2 separate regions of the Mus musculus genome follow, and region 2 is linked to region 1. The links are chromatin contacts, called in public HiChIP or PLAC-seq maps. All regions are on one chromosome and are shown on one strand. The core of a region is the stretch at or near the end of the contact, and the rest is flanking DNA. Distances in the headings are between cores, read along the strand shown.

What was found. HiChIP or PLAC-seq counts read pairs in DNA pulled down with a chosen protein or histone mark.
Region 2: an HNF4G HiChIP or PLAC-seq map of pancreatic cancer cells shows a contact between it and region 1. The contact joins two enhancer-like sites. A contact is called at or near these places in 3 of 39 promoter capture datasets (the HPC-7 cell line, embryonic stem cells and stem cell-derived epiblast-like cells), 4 of 484 Hi-C or Micro-C datasets (the N1E-115 cell line, cerebral cortex, embryonic stem cells and 1 more), 2 of 115 datasets of contacts at active chromatin or transcription factors (double positive thymocytes and pancreatic cancer cells) and 1 of 9 other capture datasets (embryonic stem cells).

What each region holds. Positions count from the first base shown.
Region 1 is chr17:83,322,547-83,329,233 of GRCm38.p6, forward strand. No RefSeq gene overlaps it. Among named protein-coding and RNA genes, the nearest start is that of Eml4, 25 kb to the right of the region's middle. Within about 2 kb of position 1,480, at least 147 of the 459 cell types and tissues checked have an H3K27ac peak or open chromatin away from gene starts, as enhancers often do. A contact at or near this core is called in pancreatic cancer cells, where this site is marked.
Region 2 is chr17:83,573,366-83,580,063 of GRCm38.p6, forward strand. It overlaps a transcript of Kcng3 not described here. Among named protein-coding and RNA genes, the nearest start is that of Gm34801, 8.8 kb to the left of the region's middle. Within about 2 kb of position 1,421, at least 12 of the 459 cell types and tissues checked have an H3K27ac peak or open chromatin away from gene starts, as enhancers often do. A contact at or near this core is called in pancreatic cancer cells, where this site is marked.

The DNA of each region.
Region 1 (6,687 bases), core at 230-2,729:
TTTGCTTCTTCCCTGGGGATAGAGAGATCAGCCAGTCCCAGGGAAGGGAAAACTAGAGAAGGGGATAAAAACATGCAAAGCCTAGCAGGGGGAGCAGAGAAAAGAGATGGAATGGCAGCCGGCGCTGGAGCTCAGATGCCAGCAATAATCCGATGCCCTGCATCGCTCTGGGGAGAGGAGCCAAGACTTCCCAAATCCAGGCGCCCCAACTGGATTGCAAAAGACACACCCATCGGCCCACAGACAGACAGCGCTGCCCAGAACCCGTGAGACACCTTGGGAAGCTGCCCACGTTCTTGGAGACCTCCCTGTTAAAGCTGTCTTTGTACAAGGCGGACTATTGAACCCCCGGCCTGGCGATGCAGGGCTATTGCACAGAACTGGAAGGGGGCGGGTGTTTTTTTTGATGAGAGATTCGTTGCAGAAAATTTGTCCTCCGCTTTGTTGCAGGGCTAGCCGCCAGTTCTTCCCCGGGTGGCAGCAGGCAGGGCCGACTGAGCAGGCACGCAAAGGCGCTGGGAAAGCTTTGATGTCAACAGAGGTAGGCAGGGCAGGCCCCGGTGGAAAACTGTGAAGTCAGCAGTTATCTCTGGCACTCCTCCCTTCCCTTGGCTTCCCATTTCTCCACCCATTTCCCCCCTCTCCGCTTCCAACTTCTCATTTCCCAGAGGGACCCTGGAATATATGAAAACCCGCTGTCACCAGATCGGAGCGGCCCCTCCCCACCCCCCCTTCCAGGCTCCAACTATCACAGTCTGCTCTCTCCCCAAATCTAAAACAAACAAAGACACAAAGGCACGAGGTCCAGGTTCCATACATTTCCTAAGAAAAACCAATGCAGAAACCCTGCCCTTGATGCGCCCACAGTTAACCAACCCGCTGAGGAGTTTGAGGGCTTCAAGTTTGAAGTGGTCTCTTTCTGTCTCCTGGGCTTTAGAAGGAGTCCAAAGTGCCTCACACCAACACAGCTGCTTGGTGTATGGCTCAAATTTAAGCCACAAATTATAAAATGATAAATTCGCTGCTCAAGTCTCTTCCAGGAAAGACCATGTTGTCAAGATAAAGTTACAACCTCGTGGACGTAGGGGCCCATCTCACTGCTGACTAATCCTCACACTCATTTTCCTGCCTGAGAATTTTTCCCCCTTTATTTTCTCTGTGTCTGCCCGAGTGACCTCGAGCAGGGCGATCTTCAGGGGCTGCTCAGCCCTGGAGCTCCGAGCTTCGTTATATAATGGCTGCTTTCGTTTTGTGAGTAGGGAAGTTTAAGAAACATCTTTGTTCTTGGGCACTTCATGGCCCAAGAACAGTCCGAAAGGCCTTGCATGGGCAGCTGCGAGCACTTCAAACAACGGGCTGGAATGTGAAGTCTGTAGTAAAACAGAGCTGTTTAAGGAATTTGGGTCCTAAAGTACCTAGTCTGTGATCTGTGAAGATTGCAACATGAGTTCACTGTACTTTGGAATTCTCTTACAAGGTCTGTTCTGGTGACAGAATGGGACAAGGAATTAGGCCACATGCATGCCTTGTAATGAGTTCACTGCTGGAGCTTAGGCAAATACAAGGAGAGATGTCCAAGGCTGGCCCTCCTTACAGGCTCAGTCACACGGGCCTTTTGACCACCTGGGGCTGCAGGAAGCTGCCTCACCGTGCTTCCAGCGCTTCAGTTACACAACCGTGACCGTGTGTCTCCCAGGTCACCCTAGCCGAGAGGTCCAATGTGGTCATGAGTCATAACCACTTCAGCGTTTTCTCCTAGACTCCAGTCCTGTTGATTTACACTTTAGATATTCCGTCCTCCCTCCCTGGGGGTCCTTGGGTCCTGGGTGGTAGGCAGTTAGTGCTCTCCCGTGTCACTCCGCGTTGCCACGCATCCCACCCACTCTAGGCGCCACCGCAGCTGCTCCTGTTTCTGCTTTTCCTGAAGTCAGCCCCGCTGTCATTACGGCTGCTTTTTCTGGGATCCTTCAAATTGTGGAGAGAGTTCTTTTCCTGTGATTATAGCTCTTTCTTCCAATTTTGACTAGTCTGGCGTCTCTGTGATTATAGTTCATTAGGATTCCCAAAGCTAGAGAGAGAACTTTTTTAACGCTATCTTGTTTGTATTTTTTAAAATAACACTTATTATACTTTTTTTCCCAGAGAGCTATTAAAAAAAAAAAAAAACCCTCAGTAGTGGTTCTCAGTCTCATGGTCTCAATAGCCCTTAGCAGCATTTTCAGAAATAAAAGTAATATACACGTTGGGTAAATACTAAAACAGTAGACAAAAGGGGGTAGGTAAAGAGAATCAAGGTTTCCTCATTTTCAATATACTCCAAAAGCATATCTGTAGTGACTGGTTTTTATATATTGTTATTAATATAGTTTGTTATGTCCTCTTAAAAATTTACAGGAGATTTTGCTATATTCATGTTCTGCATTGCATTTTCCATCCAAAATACCACGCATCAAAGATCTCCTCCCTTCCTTTAATGACCTTGTCTTTCTTGGAGGAGAACGGACTTTCCACGGGAGAATCGCTCAGCATCACTCCCGGACCGCTCAGCATCGCTCCGGGGCCGCTCAGCATCATTCCAGGGCTGCTCAGCATCATTCCAGGGGCCCTAACGGTCCCTTTCCTTCCCTGGGCTGAGCATCATCTATCTGATTATTAAACTCAGGAGGACAAACTGTGTGCATTAAAATCAACTCTGCTCTTAAGATCCAGTCGTCTTGGGGGATCCCTCTGCTCCCTGAGAAGTGCCTGGACTGGTGCCACTCATGCACCTCTGGGTTTCAGCAGGAGGAAGTCTGTTTCTCCCTGCTTACTAGGAAAGAGCCTACAGTGCGGCATCTAATCGAAGCCTCATCTGATGTTCCTTTTGTCTTGTTTTGTTCAGAATCTCAGCAGGTCCCCCAAATATTACCATAGAGGTGTATCAAACTCTAGTTTGTAGTGATGGATATTCACTGATTAACAACACCCAAATGATCATTTTAAGCAAATATCTTGGTATATTAAAAAAAAATACAAGGACAGGCAAATTGTTTACAGAAGAATTACTAGACCAAAGACATGAGCTTGTAAGTCTAAATCAAGATAAAAGAAAAAAAATCAACCCCCAACATTGATAGAAATTGTGAAGGGACCTGGGGAAGTGGCTCGGTTAGCACAAAGTGCTGGCTCTGCACTTTATATGAGAATTTGAGTTTAATCCACCAGAACAGCTGGATGCCACAGCTCTGGGTGGTGGAGGACAAGAGGGTGCTTGGGGCTTGCCAGTCTAGCTAAACTGGTGAACTTCAAGTTCATCCAGAGGCATTGTCTCAAAAACTAAGGTTAAGTGCTGGGACCGTTGCACAGTGGTAGAATGTTGCCGAGCACGTGTGAGGCAGGTCCTAGGTTCAATTCCCAGCACTGGCAGGAAAAAAAAAATTAAAAATAAGGTGGATGGTGAGGAAGATATGGAACGTTACTTCCAGCCTATGAACACACACATGCACACACACAGAGAAAGAGAGGGTTGGGAAGGGAACACTGCTATAATAAAGGGGTCTACTTTTTCTTTCAGTTATAGGATCAAATCCAGGGCCTCGCATATACCAAGCAAGAGCTCTATCACTGAGGTACAACCCCAGCCACCACAAAAGGCAAAAAACTAACATTGATCTATTCCTTTTAATAAGATGGGTTCTGGCTAAGCGTGGTGCTGCCTGCCTTTAGTTCCAGCTCTTGGGAAGCAGAAGCAGACGGGTGTCTGTGAGTTCGAGGCCAACCTCGTCTACATAGAGTGAGCTCCGAGACAGCTAGAGCTACGTAACAGATCCCGACTCCAAAAACAAAAGATGTGTTCTGTGCTCTAAGCGTGCTATCTGTACTAATATTTTTCATCTCCATTATACCCTTGTGAGATGGAGATCAGTAGTACCTCCGATTTGTATACCAAGGGCCCTCAAATGAAATTTGTTAATGAGCTAACCCCAGGCCACTGCAATTAGTAGATGTGGAGGTTGTGTCTATGTCCCTGTGATTCCAAAGGCTGCTTTTAACCACCCACTACAAGGTGTTCCTATGGCTTGATCTGGTATTTGAAAATGTGTGGCAACTTTTGGGGGCTCAGTGCACACACGTGTTGTGCATGTATGATATATGTATGGCACACACAGCATCTGCAGCAGCCATACTCAGTCCAAACTGTGCACCTTACTAGCCGGGAGATAATTCATCTCTTCTTCTCATCAGCAAAGCAGAGCTGCTTATGGTGAGGTCATTTCGTATTTGGAAAACAAGTAAGTCCTCATTGAGTCAAATGAGTTCATTTACTTTACAATTATTTTTTTTATTCCAAAGGCAGCTGTGTGAATTTATATTTGTATTGTCATAAAATAATTCAAACCATATACAAGTATCTGTTCCCCCAAAGAGAAAGTTTTAGGCTGGAAAGCAGTTAGGTTCGGCAGCTAAAAGCCAGCCTCAGTACCAAAAGGGCAAGAAGTGGGAGTCTCCCTTTTGTTTCTATGAGTTTTCAGGCTTCTTCCTTCCTTCCTTCCTTCCTTCCTTCCTTCCTTCCTTCCTTCCTTCCTTCCTCCCTCCCTCCCTCCCTCCCTCCCTCCCTTCCTCCCTCCCTTCCTTCCTCCCTTCCTCCCTTCCTCCCTTCCTCCCTTCCTCCTTCCTCCCTCCTTTCCTTTCTTCTCTGTATATATACATTGTTGGCTTGTTTTGTTTTGTTTTATTATTGTTGTTGTTTTGTTTTATTGGTTTGTTTTTGAGAGAGGTGTTTCATGGATCCCAGGCTAGTTTTGAACTTGATACCTAACAACAGTACTTCTGACCCTCCTGGCTCTACCTCCTGGTGGCGGGATCACAGATGTGCACTGCTAGTTCTCATGGACAGGGTGCTGTGACTGAACCCAGGGCTCTGTGCACACGAGGTAAGCTCTTTACCAACTGAACCATATTCCCAGCTCAATGCACACAGCTGTATTTGCTGTATATAATTCAAGCATCCCACTAGGAGACCAGCTTTGCATAGTAATGAACACATGAGTTCTGGAACAAGACTGATTCCAATACAGGTTCCAGACCATCAACCCACGAGTGTGTGACTTCTGACAAGTGAACTAAGTCCTTGAAGCTCGGTTTTCTCCATTTCTATAATGAAAAAAAAGAATTCTTCCTTAATATGGAGAGTAGGTATTAATGTATGAAAAGCTCTTAAAATGTTATCCGTTGCACAAAAAATGGTTAGTAAATGTTATTACTCATAATAATCTGCACACGTGGTGTGGTGGCTTGAATGAGAACGGCCCCCATAGGCTCATGTATTTGCATATGGTATTGCTCCCCAGTTGGTGAACTGTTGGAAAGGATTAGAAGGCTCAGGAGATGTGGCCTTGTTGGAGGAAGTGTGTCACTCAGAGTGGGATTTGAGGTTTCGGAAGTTCATGCTAGGTCCAGTGGCTCTCCGTCTGCTGCCTGTGGATCCGGGTGTAAAGTTCTCAGCTACTGCCTTGCACCATTTCTGCCTGGACACTGCCATGCTCCTCACATGATGATAGTAATGGGCTAAGCCTCTAAAATTGTAAGTAAGCCCCCAATTAAATTCTTTCTTTTATAAGAGTTGTCTTGTTAATGGTGTTTCTCCATAGCAATAGAAATCCTAAGACACATGCTATACTGGGATTTGCTTCCTTTTAATATAACATAGGAATATATGTGTGTGTGTGTGTGTACATATATATATATATTTGTTTTATTTCTTTAAGCCTTTAAATATTTACTTATCTAACTTTATGCGTGTGAATAGTCTGCTTGCATATATGTATGTATGTATGTATGTATGTATATGATACTACATGCATGCCTGGTGATGAGGTTAGAATGGATAATCTGATCCCTTAAAATTGGAGTTACAGACATTTGTGAACATCCATGGGAGTGCTGGGAGCTGCACCTGGGTCCTCTGGAAGAACAGCAGGTGCTCTTCACCACTGAGCCACCTCTCGAGCCCAGATGTCTCATTTGAAAACAGCTATAGCACTTCATACCGCAACCGCTCTGCTTTATTTAAACATGTCCCCATTCAATGCTGCTCCTGGTATTTGGATCTCTTCTTATCTGAGGATGATATAGAATTTTAGCATTGATCACCAGCCCTAGTTTATTTAGTTTATTTTCTACTTTACTTATCTAACAAATACACACATCATTGGCTTTGCATAGATAACCCTTGACTGTGGCAGCGACACGTGCACATGATTAGCAGAGTAAAACAAACCTGTTTCATGACAGATGGTCTAATCTGAGCTCAGATTCCTCATTCTAAGTGGGCAAATGAAACGGAAAGAGTCACACTGCTAAAGTAAGGACGGTTTCATCACGATCATTATGGATAGGGAAACTGAGGCAGAGAGTAGTTTATTAGACTTGTCAGCAATGTCAACCCCCTTCCTGAGTTCACACAGTTCCTGTTTTTGGTTGCTGTTGTTTTGTTTTGTTTTGTTTTGCTATAGGGTCTTACTGTGTAGCCCAAGATGATCTTCGATGCACCAGTTTCAGGTTTATAAGCTTGCACCAACTACCACACTCAACTAAGTCCATAACTTCCCTTCCTCATTATTTTTTTTTAGACAGGCTCTCATTATGTAGCTCTGGTTGGCATAGAACTTGCTATGAAGCTCTCCTTCCTCTGTCTCCCAATGATGG
Region 2 (6,698 bases), core at 171-2,670, 250 kb after region 1:
TGCCACCAGCCAGATGCCACCAGCCAGATGCCACCAGCCAGTGCTTGTACGGATGTGTCTGCTATGCTGCTGAGACCTGGGGAAAGAATTTGTGTACAGGTGGGGGGTGGGGGGGTTAGTAATGATGGTGCAGAGAGAATAGAGATGAGACGGGGGAGAGTCATGGAACTTGTTTGTTAGAACCGCAAGGGCCTAGCAGGCATTCCTGCCACTGGCAGCAGACTGAACACCAGCAACACCGGGAGTATAATTAGCAAGACTTCTGATTCAAATTCGCACACAGTTCATGCCTATATGTATGCATTATCATTAATTGGAATCTAATATTGATCATATTCTTACCATAGAGTAGTTGTTAAAAAAAAAAAGAGAATACCCATGAGCCTGAGGGACCACGTGACTGGCTCATGGCCACCCAACGACAAAGGCAGTACCATAGCCAGGAGACAACTTTTGAGGAGGGCACGGCTCAACTCCAGGGTGGCCACCATCTTGCCTGTACAAGGCCGTGGGTCCATCCCCAGTCCTGGGACAGGGTCTGCTTTATCCACCAGTCCTTTAGTGCAAAATGAAGCATTAGCTTAGAAGTCAGTCAATCAAGAAGGGACACAGAAGTCAGCTCAACAGAGTAACGTCCACTGCATATCAAACAAGAGCTGGGTTTCAAAGTCAAGATTTATTAATTCTTCAAATGTTCAAGCTATACAAATTCTGTTCTGCTGATGTGCATACAACATGTTTACAACAAAACATAGTAGATGTTTAATAAAATATTTATCTCCTTAAGGACTGAAGAGGCCAAAAAGCTTCAACCATGAGTTAAATACGGGATATACATTTATAGGTACTACCAAAGTCTGACATAAATACATATGTAACACAGCCATGAGAAACTGTGACCATAGGATCACACACTCTACTACATCTGTATTAAGGTATAAAACAAGGTTACATCACATAGACTAAGCTGATTTAAGGACTCTTTTATCAGGTGACAAAAGCTGTGACCATGAACCATCATTTCTCTAAGACTTAAGCATACAATTTAATTACCATAAGTCACACACAGACTATAGCATCCCCTTACCCTCCCTCTGTGTCATCTCCTAAACAGGCTGACACAGCACACCTGGCCCCTCTTGTGATGTGTGCAGTGACCATTAATGGTGGCGGTCGGTCAGTCGTGGAAATAGCAATATTGGGCACATGCCCATTCTACCTCGCCACTGCCATTAAGGAAAGAATCGATTAAAAGTGACTCAAACCAACGCCTCCTCTAATCTACTTGATCACTTTAAACAATAAAAGCTAAAAGCACACAAGGGTCGCCTCTTCCATACAATCTTTACGTGGTGAAGTATTTAATCCAGGTTTGGATCACCCAAAGTTAGACAGTGATTCTCTCCTGCGTGCACGGATTCTGTTGGGCCTGACTCATGAGGCACACGGAGAGATGAGTCACGGGCAAGCCTATTTGACCATATGAGGCTATTTTAAGGCAAGTTCTCTCTCTCTCTCTCTCTCTCTCTCTCTCTCTCTCTCTCTCTCTCTCTCTCTCTCACACACACACACACACACACACACACACACACGCCATTCATCCACCTATGGACTTTATCATATGACAGTCCTAGGAAGGAAGCTGAGGTACAACGTACTCAACATAAATACAGACATCAAACTGCAGAGACATTCATGGCTACATCCCTCCCATAACTAAATGAGAACTCTTCCAAATGTTTGTATATGACCCCAAATACCCGAGTCTGAATTCTAGAAAAAGTACTTTAAATTAAATTCTCCAATATCTTTGCAATAAGGCTTTCCACACAAGGCTAATTTTACTATAAGGTTACTTTGACAGAATTCTATAAAATAACACAAATGTGCACCAAAACTCAAGCTATTCTGTACTAAAGAGAGAGGCCTCGGTCTTAAAAGGGATGGCAGGGTGATTTATTGAAATTATTCTTACTCCAAAATCAAAATTGAAATACATAGAATTAAATGATTATTTTTTTAAGCTTAAAAGCTGAACTACCATGTTACAGATGGCCAAACGTATAAAGCACTTTATTTAGTGCAGACAGACACACACTTTACCCTTACATACATAATTCAACTAGAACACGATTCATAACATATAGATTACAAATTTTTTAAAAAATCTGTATAATGCAAACTTTGCAGAAGTAGATCTAGTCTTTACTTTCAAGTTAGAAAAGGCCTGACGGGTTCTCTTTGGGCATTTCCAGGCGATGGCTTTCTGAGATAAAGAGTAACACAGATCTGAGTCACAGGCCATTTGGTGCATTCACGTGCGAGCTACCAATCTGGAGCCCTAGAGGCTAAGAACGATGGATGCTACACACTGCAGAAGAAAAATACAAGAGCTTTCTGCTCTAACCCGAGACTTAGTCTATGTGTTTTTTAATTACTGGATAGACTGATGGAATGCCAGTCAGTAAAAATTTGATTACCAGCTAGAGTCACATTCAAAATGTTTTCCTTAAAACTGGAAGGAGCTCCACAGTGTTCCCAATACAAAGATAAACTGGTAAGTAAATAAACTAATGATAGGGAGAGCGCTTTAAAAAGTTACCACACTCATTTCCTCGACCAAACCCTCGCTGACATTAAGAGAGAAAAATTTGAATTATTTTTTTGCCCAATAATTTAATCATTTACTACGGAAAAAACGTTGCTTTAGGGGTAGGTTTGGCAGGAATCGCTTATTACGTTTCCAGATTAGATTAAAATAAAAGAAACAAGACAGGATTAAAAAAAATTAAGGCTACCTAACTGAACAAATAAAAATGATGATGGTGGTGGTGATGATGATGGTGGTGGTGGTGGTGATGATGATGATGTTAGCAAATGCTAACTGAGCAACTGTAGAGATTCACAACCCAAATTCCCCTCGTCCAGGATGCCAGCTGCCATCAGGTTGTGAGGTCCCGGCTCATTCTGTTGTAGGAAGATGTAAAAGCATCCTTGGGAGCTGGCGAGATGGCTCAGCGGGTAAGAGCCACCGTTCTTCCGAAGGTCCTGAGTTCAAATCTCAGCAACCACGTGGTGGCTCACAACCACCCATAATGAGATCTGACGCCCTCTACTGGTACGTCTGAAGTCAGCTACAGTGTACTTACGTATAATAATAAATAAATCTTTGGGCCGGGGCAAGCAGGGACTGAGCGAGTGGAGTTGACTGGAGCAAATGGGGCCAACTGGAGCTAGCAGGGTTGACCAGAGTGAGCAGGGCTGCCCGGAGCAAGCAGAGCCAACCAGAGAGAGCGGGGCCGACCTGGGCGAGCAGAGGTCCTAAAAATTCAACTCCCAACAACCACATAAAGGCTCACAACCATCTGTATAGCTACAGTGTACTCATATACATTAAATAAATAAATAAATAAATAAATAAATAAATAAATAAATAAATAAATAAATCTTTTTTTAAAACGCCTTGGTGGGTAGCACTGGTGCCAGTCCCAGAGCTGTTGCGAGCCGTTCCGAGGCTGGAAATGTGCTAACCGTGAAGGTGGGTGAGGCCAATTACAGTGTATGTTCTCCTCTAGCTGGAAAGATCTGAAGTCTACTTATTTAGTAATTAAATAAACAGCCTCCACTTCAATTCAAGCCCACTTGCACTTCCAGACACAGATACCAACCAGCCACACCTTCTGCCCATGGAATGAGTCATTCTTCTTCTCGGAAGGAGAACAATTAGGAGACTTGAATAAAACCCACTTTCCACTCTGGGATATGGCAGGTGGGTCAACTGTTATGATATCTAAGTAACTTGCTGCTTCCTGTTCCTCTGTGCCCAGGGTCACATGCTATCAGTGCGGAGGCCGGGTTTCAGGCTTATTCCGTGCCACATCATGGCACTCCCTACATATCCTTGCAAAGGAAACCACCCATAGTGACTTTCTCATCCCCCTAAAACTGCCTGGCTGTGGAAAACCTCTTCCCCAACCGAGGCGATGGTAAGGCCAAATTGATGTCCCTGGCCATCAGAACGGGAAGAGGGCAATCACCCAGGAGAATCCAAAGGGTGACGATACTGAGGATGCCACGTGGGACAGGATCATGGCAACACTGATCCCTGACCCCGAGGGAAAGGAGGAGACACGCTCAGCCAGGTGGCTGCTCCACGTTCTTACAGTAACATCTGTGTCCCTGGACCTGATGAGTTTGTAAATATAGGGTTATAGATATTGCCACTACACGCACACACGCAAGCAAGCACGCACAGCAGTAAGTAGCTCTTCCCTGAGACCTCGGCATTTGGAAGGCTGAAGCAAGAGGAAGGATTTCCAGCGAGAGGTCAGACTGGGCTATCTAACTTCAGATTTGAGACTCTCTCTGAAACAAAACCAGGGAGCTGGTGTTGCACAGTACAACAGTGCTAAGCCTCAGCGCAAACGATGCTCTCTAATAGTTATTTGTTTTTATTTTGTTTGTTTCTTATGTGTGTGGTGGGTGTTTTGCCTTCATATGTGTATATGTACTGCATGTGTGTAGTCCCCAGAAGAAGGTGTTGGGGCCCCGAGAGTTGGAGTTACAGACAGCTATGAGTAGCCCTGTGGATGCTAAGAATCAAAACCCAGTCCTCTGGAAGAGCAGCCAGAGCTCTTAACTGCAGTCGTTTCTCCAGCCCCCAAAAGATGTGTCTCTAAGACTTTTGGCTGGAATAATCTTTTCTCTACACAAATTTTATTAGAACAATAAGGGTCAGATATTTGTTTTCAGAATACTTATGAATATTAAACAAAAAATAATAAAACATCAGTACATTATTTTTTATTTTAAAAAGTTGCTGTAATTTTCATTACTCTCTAAATGCTAGGAATTATAGCCATTAAACAAGCATTTGGTAACTAAGAATTGGGGAGCCTATTGACTTTACAGACAAGTGTTATAAATAGTACTGAATACATTTATTCTACTGTTGCAGCAAAGTATATCTCTATGAATGCTTTTTCCACGAAACTCGTCTTATAAATATATTGCCCGTCAGTGTAACCCAAATCTAGGTATAAGACCCCACTTGGTTTGCTATCCATGTTTGCACTGAAGATCAGTAATATTTGCTCAGCATATTCATAAGATTTACTGAAAAATATAGCCATCAGCCAAAGCCCTTCGGGACATATGTATGAAATTAGAGAAATGTGGTGTTCAGTTAAATACTACATTAGCCATGTCACTCGTGAAGATTTGTAGGGGGGTGGCTCTGATGATCTGACCAGGAGTCTGTTCATTCACTCTGAAGGTCTCCCCCCCCCCCCATTACGTTTTTTGATAAAGATGACAGTGACCAATGGCTTGGGGAAAAAGAAAGAGGCGGGACTTCCAGGTTCCCACGGGCTAGGAGAGAGGAAGAGAATGGACAAACCTGGGAGAGAGAGAGTGGACAGACTTGGACCTACAGGGGAGATCTTTCAAACTGCAGATGGCAAGGGAAAGAGGCGGAAAAGCGTCCTGGGCGGCAAGAGCAATGGGCTTCACTGAAGGTACCTGAGCCACAGAGCTGGTTTAGAGGGGTTGGGCTGGACGTGAAGGTAAGGGCATGTTAACCTTGGGAGGCTTACAAGTGCCCGGCCACTGAGCTAAAAAGTATATTAAAAATAAGTTAATGTAAGTGTGTGTACATTTCATCCGCAGATCCGAGATAGCTCCTGGGCTGGTGTGCACATGCGACTCCACCAGGAGCTCAAATCGGTGTAGACAAAACTAACCACAACAAAGACTGTCAGCAGGAACCCATTATAAGTCTGTCATGCTAAAACACCTACAAGTGGCCTTCAGACATCTGAATAGCTGTTATTTGCAGATAATAGAAATGTTTCCTTTACTTCTTTCTTTCTTTTCTTTTTTTAAAAGATTTATTTATTTTATGTATATGAGTACACTGTAGCTGTCTTCAGACTCACCAGAAGAAGGCATCAGATCCCATTACAGATGGTTGTGAGCCACCATGTGGTTGCTGGGAATTGAACTCAGGACCTCTGGAAGAGCAGTCGGTGCTCTTAACTGCTGAGCCATCTCTCCAGCCCCCTTTACTTCTTTCTTAAAGGGATTTCAGGATGATTAAATTCATGATGAATGACAACAATTAAAAAAAAATCTAGACTTAGTATTTATATTTTAAAAAGCCTTAAACCAATGAACAGATCGTTATAAAATGTTTAAGATAAAAAAATAACTATGGGGTGGGCTGTACACATGAGTGAAGGTGTCTGCAGAGACCAGATGAGGGCATCAGATCCTCTGGAGATGGAGTTATAGGAGGCTGTAACTCTTCTGATGTGGTTGCTGGGAGCCCAACTTGGGTCCTCTGCAAGAACTTAAGAACTGAGGCCATCTCTCCAAGCCCTTTAGACTAAACCAGGAAGAGGGCCTTTCAAGGTGCTCAGCTTTCTTAGACCGTATCTGCTAGTGTGAGGGTAGCTAAGAGTCAGTTTTGTGCACCCCCACAGACATAACGGTGGCTACACTCTTCATGGCTTGAGATAAAGACTGTCAATGTAGACCAGGCTGCTCTCAAATTTGGAATCCTCCTGTCTTAGTCTTTTGAGTATTGGGATTATTGCATAGAATGGCTGCATATGGTAACAACACCCATTAAGCAAAGGCCCCTACTGTGAACACACGACTAAAAGAATTAAAGAAAAAAAATTAGCCAGATACCTGTG